Linked DNA regions of Zea mays: regions 1 and 2 are each linked to region 3. The links are chromatin contacts, called in public Hi-C maps. All regions are on one chromosome and are shown on one strand. The core of a region is the stretch at or near the end of the contact, and the rest is flanking DNA. Distances in the headings are between cores, read along the strand shown. Region 1 holds the start of LOC100383243. Region 2 holds the start of LOC103635834 (Protein RNA-directed DNA methylation 3). Region 3 holds the start of LOC100382815.

Region 1 (3,401 bases), core at 886-3,385, 330 kb after region 3:
AGGCGCGGGACCACCTGGACGGCTGCAAAACGCATAGCAGCATAATCGCCAGGCTAGAGGAGATGGAGATCGCAGAGCGGCCGTACGTGCAGCCGTGCAGGAAAGTGGCACATACGATAGAGCCGTCGGCGCCACCGTCATCGAGAGGGCGGCGGTGCTTTGGGGGCAGCTCAGGGCGGCCTTTGGAGTCGACGACGCGCGGCGGTGGGAGGTGCTGGCCGAGTTCTGGACGGAGCTCGTGCTGTTCCTCGCGCCATCGGACAACGTGGACATTCACGCTGAGATGCTCGGCGCCGGCGGCGAGTTCATGACGCAGCTGTGGGCGCTGCTGTCTCATGCCGGCGTCCTGGAGCGACCACCAATCATGCAGAGGCAATGACGGAGTGATTATTACTGAGTTTGTCTATGTATCATTCGAGTGTTTAGAATGCCGTTGTCATACGATTTTTCAACGAGCACGGCTACAATTACGAGTCTAGTGGTAAACTGAGGTACGACACTAAAATTATCTAGTAATTCATGATTTATTAATCCAAAACAAGAGACAACAACAACCATATATCAACGTTGGTATTTAAGTCACACATGTCAACTCTACATGAAGCACTTCTCATTTTCAACCTATTAGATCCACATCAAACGTTTAGTATCAAATGGGTGAGAGAACAAAATTACAGCTAAAATTTTAGACGCGAACTCTCATTTATATATATATAAAAAATCACCGGTAAGTGCATCCCGCAGAATAGATAAAAATAAAACAAATTGAAGAGATCAGACAGTAGATAAAGAAGTGTACGCCAGATTTGATGGCCAAACTTTGCGCGTCACGGTGTCACAAACAACCGGGTGTTGTTTAACATTACTCTCATTGAACGATAAACCTGAAAAAATAATCTATTTGCAGATCTGCGCGTCTCTATGTCTAGACTTGACATGGTTAGATCCCACAACACCTAATTTTTATAAGTTTGTGTTTGGTTAGAGAGTCAACTATAGTAGACCGGCTCCATTCCAGGTTTTTAAAATGGGTCGTTCTATTCTGCGTTCTATTTTTTTGTTTGATTGAATAGTAGAATATAACGAAGTCGTTACGTTCTTTGTTTGTTTGGAGAGCCATATGAGTGCAGAGAAGAGGAGAGGGAGGAAAGCGCTCTAGTCGTTTTGGTGGAGCAGGAGTATTCCAACTATTTATGGTTATTTTTTATGTGTAGACTCCAAGAGCCACTCTACTCCTCTTTTATTGGAAACCAAACATTTAGAAAATAGGAATATAGCTGCTCCATCCTCCTCCACTTCTTAACCAAACACACCCTAATTAAGTTATGCACAGTACGCTGCCCTGGATGGCCTTGCTTTCCTAAGGGGAGTCCGATGATAAGAGTTTTGACGGATCCAGAAAGAATTTTCTATGTCTAGTACGTATGATGTTAAAGTCTTTGTTGCTAGTTCTCGGTATTACAAAACGGAGCGCTTGACCTTCCTGAGAATAGAACGACAGAAAACGTGTGGTGAGTGAGTGTATAATCGATGACAAAGGTGGATAATCTCACATTAACTTCATGAGAGAGTTGAAGATATATATTTGTGAAGTACCATTTTGGCTGCTTTTATAGATTTGGTGAAGCTGTGAGTGTTTACCTAGAGTTATGTGAAGTTAAGCTAGATTTTGCAAAGTGAAACAGTGCTAAACAGTCCTTAGAATACATCAGTCATATCAAAATAGTTTATTCTACCATTAGTTTTTTCTCTATGTGTACAACTACTGGAGGAAGTGCTTCCATATAGGTGATAGAAGTTGTATCAAAATTTCCAATTATGTAGGCTAGGTTGACCCTTAGACTCATTTTAGAGAAGATATAATATTGAAGCAGTGTAGAGTCCTCAACTCTTGGCTGTCTAAATCAGTTGTGGCCGTCAAAAACTTCGCTTCTAAATTCATCTATGTAAGAATCGTTTATATGAAAATTGTTTAAATTAAGATGAATATAAAATTTATCGAGTGGTCAAATTGAAGGAATCTAGAAGAAATCTAATGATTTCTAAAACTTAAACTCTGATTTGGAGGTTGAAAAAAACTGTCTAATGATTCTTAGTTTTTTTTCCAGAAAAAAGCTGTCCAAACAGACCCAATGTTTGGTTTGGATGCGTGCGTGCATCATAGCCAAACCACGGCATCGGGTATCCACCATTCCAGCTCCGGGCCAGGAAAAAACTCTGTACTGCGTTCACCTTGCCTTTTCTTCTCCCGTTCACCCCGCCCCGCGTGCGCTCTCTCCCTCTCGCGGGGACGACTGGGCGACCGCCGCCGCCCAAGCCAGGAGCCAGGTCTTCGTCGGACCCTTCGCTGGTGACGAGGACCTACCAGGTATGCCCGCCCCTTTTGCCCCCCTCCTGCTGTGCGAAACCGAGAGCCCAAACCCTAACTTAAGCTATTTGGTCATCTGTATTCGGATCTGATCTAATTATAAGTAGCTTGATTAAAAGAACAAGTGTATATACGTATTATGGCCACTAACTTCGATTTTTGTTTGAAAAAAAATGATTTTTGTTTACACCCCTGTCCCTTGCTGGGTCCGTCCCAGTCTGAATCCTGTAATCAGTGCTGGAGCATGTATATTTTTTTAGATGATTACTGGTGAGTGGTCACAGCACCCCCCCCCCCCTCCCCGGTTTGTAGGGGAGTACAAACCTGGGAAGCATGGGTTTATAATAAAACTATTTGGCACGAGTGCTAATTTTCCAGGGACCTAATAAAGATGCTTTCTGAATTGCTGGGTGCTGATTTTCTACCAGGCCATAATATTTTTTCACCCATTCACGCGTTTGGTGTGTGAACTGATTTTGTTCTGCATACAGCTGCGAATAAGGTTGTCTGGAGCGGTCGTGGATTTTGTGGATGGCAGGTTCTGCAGTAACAGATGATTCAGCTGCTAGCACAACTGGAATGAGGGATGATGAACGCAGTCTCTCTGGCGAGTCCTTCTCCGAGTGGAGGTCCTGTGAGCGGGCAGACAGTGACACCCCTTCAACATCCCCACCCTTCTGGGATAGCGATGGTGATGATGATGATCCTGGTGCGTGAATGCACTTGATCTAATGCCTGTTACTTTGGTGTGCTAAATGATTTTGTTCTACATGGCCAAAATTTCATTGACCTACTTATGATTAACATAGTAGATACAGTAGCTTGTTCCCGAAGTCTTGACATCTTACAAAAGCTCTGGTTAAAAAGTTTTTAGCTTTAAGGGAGAGTGTGCATTTTGTTTATTCATCTATTGTCGCATGCTAGCTGAAGGCCTATATATAGTGAACTGACCATTCTTACCGTTGCTAAAGGGACTGGTATTGCTTCCTCCATCAATATTTTAGATAGTGTTCTAGAAGGTAGAATATGCTGC
Region 2 (3,225 bases), core at 687-3,186, 280 kb after region 3:
TCGCGTGGTAAACAGCACCCGACCCCACCACGTGGATGGCTCCCGGGTTGCCACGTGGCCAGGAAAGACAATATGCTCCAAGGTATCAACAGTGGGTCTGGACCTCCAAGGGAAAGTGCCAGACCCCTGTACGTACGGACCGGACCTCCGGGTAAGGTCCAGGACTTCCACGGGCGTAAGCCGGACCCCTGGGACGGGTCTCGGACCCTTCTGTGTGGGGTCCGGGTCACTCACAGCAAGGTCCCGGGATTCTGGGACAAAGAATACCCAGGCCTTAATCAAGGCCAGGCGGGGGTCCAGAGCCGACACGTGTCCGGACCATACCGTGTACGCATCTGCTCCCCGCTCAGGCGGAGACCCGATGCTGCCACGTGGCCCACTGCCCGTGACATAAGCGAGCGGGCGGAGCCTGACGTAAGGCCTCTGGGCCGCGCGGCCGCTGCATTTATTGCGGATAAGGCGCGCCGCCTGTCTATTCCACTAACAGGTGATGTGCCGCCACAGCATTTAATGAGCCCTGTCCACTCCGCTGGCAGGCGATGTGCCGCCTCGGCATTTAATGTGCTCTGTCCACTCCGCTGGCAGGCGGCGACCAGGCCATCCCGCAGGCGGCGTGCCTGTCCATTCCATTGGCAGACAGTACGCCCGTGCTGCGGCATACACTGTGCCCATCATGACTCGCGCGTTACCGAGGAAGCAGCCGCGAGATATTAATACTATATGCACTACGAACATTATGGCGCTCGGAGATCTTCTGGGCGATACTGACATTTGATACTTCTATAATGTATTCCCTCCGTTTTGCCCCTGGGCCACATGTCGGGGCTCAGTATCATTGTACGTGCCCCCCTTGATCTATAAAAGGGAGGGCACACGACGTTACAAGGCAGACCCAACTTAGGCTCAAGCTCACTTAGACTCTCAGACTCACAAGTTCATACAAGCTCTCAAGCTCAATACACCACACAGTGGAGTAGGGTATTACGCTCCGGCGGCCCGAACCACTCTAAACCCTTGTGTGTTCTCGTGTTCTTCCCGATTCCACGTAACAGACAAAACGCTTAGGTTCCCTCCTCATCTAAGGATTTTGGGCGGGTGCGTTCCGCCACCTGGCCGGAGAATTTTCTCTACGACAATATGTTATAAGCCGTCGCAACGCACGGGCAAACTACTAGTTGGTTTTTATGTGTATGATTAATATGTTGGTGATGAAATTCGATACATATTTATTTTAGATGTTTACGTTGGTAACGAACATGATAATCTTCTTATTTATTTGTAGTCTATATGTTTTTTATTTATATGGTTGTTATGTTGATAAAAGATAATATGTATATGTATGTTGGTTCTACATGAGTTTCAATATGATCGCATGTGTGTTTAATTTTTAGCGAGAAAAAAAGACATGCAAAGAAGAATAAGTTTGGTACGTTTGAAGGTTAAAAACATAAGATATGACACTACGTAAAACTATCTACCTGATTGGTTACTCCGCACCATTCCATCCTTAATCATCTCGTACGATGATTCTAGTTGAGCGTCTGTTTGGTTGACTATATGCAAGGAACATTGATTACATAAGTAGATGCAAAATAAATTATTTTCAGGCTATTTATCTACATCTATACATACGCCAGAAACTGTATCTGCCCGACCAAGCTCGCGTGAGACTAAGGGGGTGTTTGGTTTCTAAGGACTAATTTTTAGTCCCTACATTTTATTCCACTTTAGTTATAAAATTTTAGTTTCTATATTTATCAATTTATATACTAAAATAGAACAAAATGAAGGGACTAAATATTAGTCCCTAGAAACCAAACACCCCCTGAATACGGGTGTATGCGTATCATAGGAAGGTATTCATGTTGGTGCGAGTATTTTGATAAGTCCTGCGACTGAATGAATATTATTGCGGTTGGTGGTCAAAGATAGAAAAACAAAAGCAATTCTATACTACTTCAAGGGGGCATCTGCAAACCTCCCTCTGCGTCCTCGGAAACGGAAGGTGGCCTGGCCCTGGCCGGGAGTGGTTAACCTCGGCGAGCCGCTTTGTCTTCTATTCCCCACTCCATCCTACTCCGCCATGGCGGTGAAGGGGAAGGGTAAGCAGGTGGCCGCCGAATCCCCTGGCCCTGGCGCTGGCGCTGGCGGTGCCTCCGGGTCCGGCGGGAAGCGGCGGATGGCCTCTAGTGACGCGGGGGCGGGGCCCTCGTCGTCATCCGCTGCGAAGCGCCGCCGCCGCGCCGGGGTCCTCCAGTTCGTCGACGACGTAGCTGGCGTCGACGACGATTATGAGGAGGACGAGCTCGAGTCCGAGGATGACACCGATGATGGTGAGTACGGACTCGGTTCGTTCCCCGAGGCATGCGTGAGAGTGGATGGGTCGAGTGGATCCATCTGGGGTTTGTGTTCTACACAATGTGGATTATGTGGGGGTTTGTGTTCTGCGCAATTTGGGATCTCTCTCTCTCTCTCTCTCTCTCTCTCTCTCTCTCTCTCTTGTATCTATTATTCTGTCACCTAGGTTTTGAGGAGTGAGCTGTGTTAATTGATGGGGTTTTGAGGGGTTTTCCCGTCTTAACGACAGGAACCCTTATACAGCACTGCAGAAATTTCACTTCTACCCTAAAAGTTGTAGAATCCGATATTTTAGTAGTGTGGTAGTTGCACGAGGTCGAAATCATCCCTATTTGCTAATAGATAGTAATGCAAATTTTGTTATTTTTGGTTTTGGAGTTAGTCCTTGAGCAAAATGTGATGTCTGACTTTTCTCAGTGTCATCAAGCAGTTAGGCCTTACAGCAAACTGACATTGCACTTTGGCTTAATGTTGTCACCAATTATCTGGTTGCCTAGGATCTATGTTCTATACTAATCATTGAATTAATGTCATTTCATAGTCATATCATACTCTTTCACCGTAAATGTATTTGAAGGTATTATTGCCTAGTGATTGCTCATGTAATCTTGTTTATGTCCACTGCAGGTTTCTTTACTGGTGGGGAACATGCACAAAATCTGAGTCACAAAAGAACTGAAAGGTCACACCCTCTTCCATTTCTTGTGAAGGAAGAGGAGCTTAGTGGCGATGAACTTGAGGAATTCATCAAGAACCGATACAGTAATCGTGTGAAATACGCTGCTGATCGGAGCTATTCTAGAGAAGACGATGACATTTTCTCCATGGATTGTGCACTCAAAGAGCCGACTATTTGGAGAGTTAAAT
Region 3 (3,378 bases), core at 37-2,536:
TTTCTTTCAATTCAACACTTAATTGATAATTTAGGATTTTGCTGCTTGCATGTAAAACTCTGATGGATGCTTAATATATAACCGAAGCAGGCAGAGGTAAAAATAAGTTTATGTCCACTGAACTGCCTACCTCTCTTTCCTATCTTGCAGGGACTTCATCTGGGTCTTGTAGTGATTCTCAATGTACTGTTTTGCGGCGGCGACCCTCTGTTTCGTCGCACTAGAAGGGGCATCATCAGTTGGGGGCTTTCCTGGATCCTTTCCATGGCTGGCAGACACAGCTGGACTCTTCGATTTGTCCCTCGGCTGGAACTTCTGGAACCAACTTCTCGCAGAATCCATCTCCACTCACAATGACATCATCTCTGGAACCAGGCAAGCCTCTTATGGTGACCAAAGCAGCAGGAACGGGACAGATGTTGAAAAGGTCAAGCGACTCAATCCACCCCCAATTGGATCAGGTACCCAAATCAACAACTCTCCGTGGAACCCGATGCCGGGGACGACACCCTCTATCTGAAACAAATAAAATAATCCGCGATCAGAGTCGTTAGACCAAGTTGTGACACGCACGGCACGACTAGATGGAACTGAAAATGTCAGCGGAACAGTTCTGGCTATAATAATTCGACACACATGTAAAGCTACTCCAGTTTTCAGAATCCGACGACCCCGAACTCGAATTATCCATCAAAAGGAGTAGCAAAAGCACTGGTTCCAAACCAGGAGGAAAGAAGAAAAAGATCTCAGCTCCAAACATGAACGCCCCACAAAAAAGTAGTCCAACAACTTCATTTCCACGCCCGGAGCCGCGAAGTTCAGTCCGGGAATCGCATTGCCGTGGCCCGTGGCGCGACACCCTAAAAAATGCTGCCTAAAAGCAGCAGCAAAACCCATCGACTGACCGAAAACCAACCCGCTCAGGCGACTCCCTGAGAAGTGAGACCAGAACCAGAGCCACGCAGGGCGGAGCTGCAATTCACCACGGAGACCCTCCGCGGCAGCACGACCCCCGCAGCTCCGAGCACGGCCCCGACCCAAACCGCAGACGCGAACAGCAGGCAGGGGGGAATCCCGAGCCGGCAACCGAGTGTCAAATCGGGCGTGTGCAGGAGCGGAGCCCCAGCGCGGATCAGCGGGGGAGGGGGGCGGGCGGAGCTCACCTCGGCAGCAGCGCGGCGGCGGGGCACGCGGAGCGGATCTCGCGCGAGGCGGCGCCGATTGGAGCAAAAGCGGGGGGTGGGGGGCACTCGCGACCCGCTTTTCCTTTTCCTCTCCCTTCCTTCCCTGCTCTCCGCTTGCCCCCTGGCCCCGGGTTGGTTGTCTTTTCGTGGGCAAGGCAAACCGTGTGAAGAGTGTGTGAGAGGAGTACGAGAGAGAGAGACGTGGGTGACCCTGTCCGACTGCAGGAGAGGCGACGGGAGGCGGCCGAGCGGGGGAGAGCCGGGAGCCTGTGCCCTGTGGGCTGTGGGTGTGGCCTGTGGGAGGAGAGTAGTAGCTTCTCTAGGCTTTGACTCTCGCCGCACGAAACTTCCTGCATGTTTCCTTCTCTGGCTCGGCTTCTGTATGTATTCCAAGAAGTTTTTATATCGAATATTTAAATAATAATTACAAATATTTAAATGATAATAATAAGAGTTAAATATATTGTAATTAAAACTAATTTAACAAATCGAGACTAAAAGACAATAAAATTGTATTAAACCTATATTTAACACTCATAATTGTTATTTAAGTACTAGGTAATATCTCAATAACTTATATATGCACATATGTGTTATATAGTTATGAGATAAAAGATGACATATACGAGCTGTCCGAGATGACATCGAAAAGAAACTCGGGCCTGTGACGCACGGGCACTCACCTAGTGTATTATATAAGATAGGTCAGTGTTGACACCTTTTTCGGGCGCCAAACACTGCGTGAGAACCGGTGGTGGTGCCCTCTGCAGAGGCGCGGACGGTCCGCGACCAGGGGTCGGACGGTCCGCGACCTGGTACAGGGGCTGGCGTTCCCTGTCTGACGGTCGGACGGTCCGCGACTACAGGGCAGACGGTCCGCGCGTGCGCAGGGGCGGCGAAGGTCGCCGGCGGCGCCTGGATCTCGCTCCCGGGAGGGACCCCGTCGGGGAGGAGAGATCCTAGGGGTTGTCTAGGCTCGGGTAGGCCGACCTAGACTCCTCTAATCGACGTAGAGCCGAAGAGAAGTGGAGAAATTGGGGATTGGAATACTAAACTAGGGCTAAACTAGAACTACTCCTAATGCGTAAGGTAAAAACGAGAGATAGATTTGATTTGATCGATTGTTGGGGGTTCAATCGGTCGTAGCCCTTCATCTATATAAAGGGGAAGGTCTTGATCCGCTTCGAACTGATTTCCGAGTCAATCCCACGCTTTTAGGTAACAAATCCCGCGAGAAACTAGGAACCCTAACTGTCTCTGCGCAGGCGCGGACCGTCCGCGCCGCCACCGCGGACAGTCCGGACCGCGGACCGTTCGGCCTTCGGGCCGGACCATCCGCGTGACTCTTTTTGATCTCCAACATATGCCCCCTGCCTTTTGGTGAAGGTTGACGAACCAAAAGCATATGAACTAAACCTAATGTAATTCACCGGCTTTTCAAAATGGAGATCATTCAATAAAGCACCAATGTATAAAGGCCGTTTTGGATTGTATCTTTCTCGGCCATGACCATTTGATCAATGGATCAAAATGAATAGAATGGAGGTGCCCCAAGCCCGAATAGACAAAGGGACTATAAATGTACCATGGATTCGTCGTCGTGCCATTCCACATTTGAGTAAGACAATATACCAACGATGAATAAACAGGTGGGAAGTACCCTGGTCTCATAGGATGAACAGGCGATGCTTGTCGCGTCGCCTTTTGGACCGTTTTGTTCGGTCGTTTCGTTTTAGCAGGTGACCGGGGTTTCTTCATTGACCGATCACGTGGAACAGTCTTTTTGCTAGCATTTTTGGAGAGCAACTGATCAAAACTAGAGTCGGCTTTGATCAGCCGACTATATGTGATTCGCCCTTGCGTCTCTTTCCTTGCTCCGTGTAGAGGCTGACGCCTTCGGTCATAGGTGGACTGTCCAGCTGGGTTAGCCGGACCGTTTGTCTGATCATCGAACCGTCCGCACGTAGGTGTCGGACCATCTGTGATGCTCGAGCCATGCTGATGTGTTTGGTTCATTAATTGTGCCTGCCCCCCGGCGCCTTTGGACTTTTTAGCCTTCTCGTCCGAAGCCTTTAGAGCAGTGTCCTTTTGCGATATAATTGACATGCGAGGATCGCCAATGACGATGTCCTTGCCTTTGCCTTTATCGGCCATTTCGGGCTGAACCAAGACTTTTTTGCATGTGAGTTCTATT

What was found. A called contact is a pair of places that touch in the nucleus more often than the background predicts.
Region 1: a contact with region 3 is called in a Hi-C map of leaf mesophyll, with 3 times the contacts expected there. The contact joins the promoter of LOC100383243 here to the promoter of LOC100382815 in region 3. A contact is called at or near these places in 5 of 25 Hi-C or Micro-C datasets (ear, endosperm, leaf and 2 more).
Region 2: a Hi-C map of leaf shows a contact between it and region 3, with 6 times the contacts expected there. The contact joins the promoter of LOC103635834 here to the promoter of LOC100382815 in region 3. A contact is called at or near these places in 14 of 25 Hi-C or Micro-C datasets (bundle sheath, ear, endosperm and 3 more) and 1 of 3 datasets of contacts at active chromatin or transcription factors (leaf).

The regions. Positions count from the first base shown.
Region 1 is chr8:125,335,430-125,338,830 of Zm-B73-REFERENCE-NAM-5.0, reverse strand. LOC100383243 reads left to right here and starts at 2,135. Exons shown (of 13, transcript XM_020542256.2): 1 at 2,135-2,368; 2 at 2,860-3,077. The coding sequence starts at 2,900. It overlaps LOC103635833, which reads left to right. Exons shown (of 1, transcript XM_020543383.2): 1 at 1-452. The coding sequence ends at 311.
Region 2 is chr8:125,385,133-125,388,357 of Zm-B73-REFERENCE-NAM-5.0, reverse strand. It overlaps LOC103635834 (Protein RNA-directed DNA methylation 3), which reads left to right and starts at 1,936. Exons shown (of 21, transcript XM_008658209.3): 1 at 1,936-2,333; 2 at 2,986-3,225. The coding sequence starts at 2,084.
Region 3 is chr8:125,665,850-125,669,227 of Zm-B73-REFERENCE-NAM-5.0, reverse strand. LOC100382815 reads right to left here and starts at 1,286. Exons shown (of 14, transcript NM_001175515.1): 1 at 1,164-1,286; 2 at 131-516. The coding sequence starts at 342.